Linked DNA regions of Rattus norvegicus: region 1 is linked to region 2. A link is a contact called in public Hi-C data. All regions are on one chromosome and are shown on one strand. Each heading gives the region's core, a stretch centred on a gene start, on an enhancer-like site or on the middle of the called end of the contact. The rest is flanking DNA. Distances are from core to core; before and after follow the strand shown. Region 1 overlaps LOC102556241 (a long non-coding RNA gene). Region 2 has its middle 130 kb from the start of Nrip1.

What was found. A called contact is a pair of places that touch in the nucleus more often than the background predicts.
Region 1: a contact with region 2 is called in a Hi-C map of Schwann cells, with 2.9 times the contacts expected there. The contact joins two enhancer-like sites. A contact is called at or near these places in 5 of 12 Hi-C or Micro-C datasets (Schwann cells, hepatocytes, kidney and 1 more).

Annotation. Positions count from the first base shown.
Region 1 is chr11:28,860,129-28,862,828 of GRCr8, forward strand. It overlaps LOC102556241 (a long non-coding RNA gene), which reads right to left. Exons shown (of 2, transcript XR_001840430.3): 1 at 544-2,700. Among named protein-coding and RNA genes, the nearest start is that of Usp25, 230 kb to the right of the region's middle. Within about 2 kb of position 1,398, at least 2 of the 93 cell types and tissues checked have an H3K27ac peak or open chromatin away from gene starts, as enhancers often do. A contact at or near this core is called in Schwann cells, where this site is marked.
Region 2 is chr11:28,593,583-28,596,282 of GRCr8, forward strand. No RefSeq gene overlaps it. Among named protein-coding and RNA genes, the nearest start is that of Nrip1, 130 kb to the left of the region's middle. Within about 2 kb of position 1,304, at least 3 of the 93 cell types and tissues checked have an H3K27ac peak or open chromatin away from gene starts, as enhancers often do. A contact at or near this core is called in Schwann cells, where this site is marked.

The DNA of each region.
Region 1 (2,700 bases), core at 148-2,647, 270 kb after region 2:
GAATGGAAATGACAAGTTTCTTCATTATTGTATTATTGTATGTATCCTTTTTTTTTTTTTTTGAGCTGAGGACCGAACCCAGGTCCTTGCGCTTGCTAGGCAAGTGCTCTACCACTGAGCTAAATCCCCAACCCCTATTCTATGTATCTTACTCCTTCTGCATCTACGAAAGACTAATGCATAAAAATTCTCTGCAGAGATGTAGTGACGTCATTAGTTGGAAGAAGATAAATAAATAAGGAGCTTTACTCATGACATTGAAGTGCTTACATTCCACAAGGAGACCTGTTGTTTGAAGGCCAACCTTGTTCCTAAATCCAGAAACAGGAAATACTAATGTGTCCTTGCACATTAGAGTAGCCAGTCTGGCAGGAAGGCAGATAGAATTGTGAGTTTTAAAAAAGGACATTGGCCATCCTCTCCTCTCCATCTCCCAGTCTCACCCCCTTTCAACCAAGGCCACTACATGCTGAACAAGCACCAAAACCAACCAATAAATGAAAGGAAGCTCACAGGTCACCCCGGGTCGTTATTTTCACATACCTTTGAATAATGAGAGCATCACATGTCAGCTAGAGGAGAACAAAATGTCACATTCTCCAGCTAAAGGTCAGCTTCGGTCATAGGTCACAGAAGGGAGGCCAGGAAATAACCTAAGAGGTTAGGCTGGGTGCACAAAGAAAGGTCACCAAATGTCAATGAAAGCATGCAGCTGTTGGGAGATGAAACAACTGAGTCACCCTTTTGTGCTGACATGGGCTAGAAAAAATGTCTCTGCTGCCATTTTTTTCATTTTTTTCTTTTCTTTCTTTTTCTTTTTTAAAAAAAAGCTTGCCGTTTTACAAGGCAGCAACACCAATGTACCCAACCCCAAATTAGCCTTTTTCAAAAGCAACGGTTTGGGAGTTAAGTGGAGCAGTTTCCGAAGACTCAAAACTATGTCATTTTTATCTCAAATGATCAACACAGCAATGGGCTTGAAATAGCAAATTTAGATTTCATCTGGAGCTCCTGTGTTAGCAGTGAGGGCTCAGGATAGGTAGCGATCAGTAACTAGTGTTTTCATACTTTAAGAACTGTGATCATTCCTCTAACTAGGAGATACTCAGATGGTGGACACTGAAGACATGAATTGGCTTGTGTTTTACTTGAGCTGGCTATTGGTAGTTTTTGGCCTAGTTAAAAAAAAATCTATTCAGAGGAAAGAAAAAGAGAGGATGAACTTACAGTCCCATTTTAAAGGGATTTTAGCAAAACACCGGTAGACTAAATCTGAGTATCAATCCTGCTTTCAAATCAATCACTCCTTGTTAAATGTCAGCCCTAGCAGGAACCATGCTTCATGACCTTTCTCCTAGTGGAGTACAGTCATCGAACTCAACAGGGAAAAAGCCCAGTCACCAGAAATTATTCAGATACTTGGCTTGTGCACAGTCCTATAGCAGTGCTGACTTTCTGAGGTCTTTCTTGTACACACACTTGATGTACAAAAGTTTGGCAATAGGAACTATTTTCAGACAATTCCAGAAACCTCCACTTCTACCAACATCTATTTATCCCCATAAATAGATAGACTATATAATAGATATAGAAGATACCTTCTTCCTCTGGGTTCCCAAAAGTGGCCTCAGTTGACCAGCTTGGCAAGTCCAGATTTTATGAGCTAATTAAATCAAGTTAATGTTGCTGTGTCAATTCTCTATGATATGAAGAAAGAAATTTACATTTGTACAATAAAAATAATGAAAATAAAAGTACAGTAATGTATAATTATGCACACATGAATGCTTACATGTTCCTAAGCAGCTTCATGTGAACTATACAATCCTCACAGACTCATGACACAGTCAATGCTGTAATTGTTTTAGTGGGAATGAATTAACTTGTGCACGGAGAACATAACTAACTTTCCCCAATTACCTGCAAAGCTAAGCTTTGAAACTGTAAGGGCAATTGCAGGCTTGTGTTCTTTGCTGGAAAGTATAGATTTAGCTGTGGGTACTATGGGGCATGACAGTGTAAGAAGCTACACGTGAAGATTCAGTGCTGCTCGTGGCCAACAATATAGTATGTGGTGGCATGTAGTGATCTCCAGAGTTGAAGTGGATCCAGTTGGTCGCTCCTCCAGACAAAATCTATGGAAGAAATGAGGTAGGCCTATTACCTCAGACCTAAAACACATTCTGGGTTGAAACTGAATTGGACTGACACTTTGAACAGAGGAAGAAGTCCTGTTGCTTGCCCTATTTTCTGGACAGCATCTAATTGACATGTGCTGCAGATGAATTTGAAGGTTTATCTGTTGGCCTTTGACACTGTTTTGCAAGCAACAATATTTCCTATTTTATATCATTTTCTAACTACCTTCAGTAGAGCATAATCAAATCAGCAAAACTAATAATAGTAATTAATAATAATAGTAATAAGTTTTCAGAGAAGAAACTTTGGAGGAAGAGCAACCCTTGACAGAAAGAGTTTCTGTTCCAAGTGATTCTGTGTGTGTTTTGCAGTTTTACACATGAAGTAATAGCACTTCCTCAGGATGACTTCTGGACTTAGAAAAGGTGAGACCTCAGTCCTACCTAATGGGCCTCAGGCACATGGAGCCTGTCAGGAAAACATCATAAATCCTACAGAGGGGAAGGAGGCAGCAGAGAGAAGAGTAATACAAACCCTGTGCACTTAGAAGAACGAGTTACT
Region 2 (2,700 bases), core at 54-2,553:
CAGTGGTGAAGCAGGCAAATTTGGACACGCCAGCTGTCTGCTCCTGAAGACAGCTGGAAATAACCGTGTCTGATAGGATCAGGTATCAGAGGCAGGGCAGCACGGTTGTGTGTAAACAGCATGCTATCTCTGAGACGCTGACACAGTGACAGAAGCAGCGCCAGGCTCAACCTGCCCTCAAAATAGCAAGAAAGATGTTTTGCATCCAGGCTTGCCCAAGTAAAATCAGACGCTAAAACACCTTAGAGATCACGACGGAACTGCCCTTCCCCCGTGGCTTCTTCAGATTAGAGGAAAAACCTGGGGCTGGTGGAGACATGAAGATTCGTGAGATTTATAATTGTCACATTTTCATGCATGTGTTTATAGCTAAGCCCACTGGAGAGAGCTCAAATAAGCATGAACCATTCTGTTATGCTTAAAACGGTACATTAGTCTCTTTGCACACAGCTGACGGTGAACACCCCAAGGTTTCTTAAAGATGTCTCCATAGATACAGGAGTAAAATAAATACCTTCAATTCAAATGTGCCCTCAGCATGAGGGGCAGCAGCCATCGTGTGGTTATTGTATGGCAGCCTTTATCTGCGACCAGGCACCGAAACTCCAGAGACAAATGACTTTCACAGCCAGTTTGGGAAACAGATATATGAACAAGTAATTAAGAGATATTACAAATGCCGTTCAGGAGATTTATGTATAGTGAAATATTAGTATATGAAAGGGAGCCACTTAGGAGATGGAGAGACAGTACAGAAAACACATTGAAGTTAGATCTCTGTAATGACATTTGTGGCCTACCGAAGGCAGCGAGGAAGATGAATGGGAGAAGGAAGGAGTCTGCATGCGGAACATTTCAGGCAGGAAGGAGCACCACTTGATTTACTGAGGGATTAGCTTCTGAGTGCAGCCCTTCTTTATTTCTGAATCTTCCAGTCCATTACTACTGTAGGTAAAATAGTTATAAACAGGTTCTGTTGGGGGAAAAAAATCTCCCTTGGAGCCATATGTAAGAACTTATTTTTTCCTTCCTTCTCAGGGACTCTCTCAGACTTGCATTTGGGGTCTCTTTGACTGATATGGTCACAAATAAGACCCTAGTGCAGAAAAGAGGCATTGTGGGTGAACAAAGGGGGAATTGTTGGTAGCAATTCGGACACTGGGAGGGACTTTGGGAGATCAGAAAATTCTAGGAATAACTCAAAGAAAAGGCTTTCCGCTGTGACCTCAGTACAGGCCTATCCCCTGAGCCACACTGCCACCATCTTTAGTTTAGTTTTGCCTGATTGCAAAATCTCATTGCAGTTGGACTTGTTGACTGCCGATGTGTCTCACAGAAGGAGAATACGGGATGAGTCAGAGGACCCTTTCCTGAGTATCCAGCCTTCCCTCCCAACCAGTTGCATACAATTCTGCCCTAAATAAACATGAACTTTGAGGTTGGTGATGGGCTAGACTATAGGCTATGAAGACAAAGGTAGGGGGACTTCATGTATGCAGCCATGAGGAGCCATCATTCATCCTGGGTGAAGACCTTTCAGGGCAGCCATACTTCTGCCCAGAGCCCTTTACCAAACTGCTCTGTAAATGAGCATAACTCACTCAGTGGTTCTCAAGAGTAAGCTTTGCTTTGTCATTGGGACCTGAGGCAGAGGGGAGGGAGCAAATGTCTACATCTCTCCTATAAAAGGCATGAAAGGCAACTCTGATATGAAAGTCAATCAAATATTCATAAAAATAGGACAAGCAATAAAGGACATATTTTCAGAGTTCAGATTTATGAGATGTCAGTGTCACTTAAATTAAGACAGATATAATTGCATGTCTAAAAATTGATTGGTTTTAGAAAAGGAAGAGGATGAAGGAAAATAGGCACTTCAATTTACTGATGTCACACACAGAAGTCATATGCTGTTGTACTTTCTTTCTTTCCCTCTGTATTGGAATGTCTTTAAGGGTGTATTTGTGTAAGATTCATAAGATATTATTGAATGATATACCATATGCATTATGAAAGCTTATTTGTTAAATGTACTATGTTTATATGTACTATAAAGGTAATTTTCAAGTCACAGCCCATGGACCTTCATCTCTAGAAGGCAGTCTACGTGTACCTAGACTTTGATACAAATATGTTCATGACAGAGTAATTTATTTAAATACAATATGAGGGCCAGTGAGATGGCTCAAAACACTGTCTTGAAGATCTGAAAGTTAGAAGTCCAAGATTGAAATGTCAGAGAGACTGATTTCTCTGGAAACTCGAGGAAGGGTTTGGTCCCAGGCACTGGCCTTGGCTGCAGAAGGTTGTCTTCTCAATGTCTACTCATGTTTTGTGTGTGTATTCATGTTACATGTTAAGGACATCAGCCCTGTTAGATAAAGGCTGACTCTAATGGCCTCTCTTTAACTCATTGTCCTTTGAAGAATTTATTTCCAAAGAAATTCATACACTGAAGTACTAAAAAGACTTCCAGATTTGACTTTGGAGATAATATAATTCAATCTATAGCATATTCCTCATGTATTTGTAGTTTATTTAGTACATTTATTTATTGCTTATCTGTTATTTCATGTGACTATGAATGTGATTTTTTTAAAGTCTTAGTTCTATGATTCAGAAATGTAAGTGAAAGTACTTTTATTTCTGTTTGTGTCTTTCTGCCTTCCTTTTGGGTTGGTTGTGTTTTGTTTTAATATG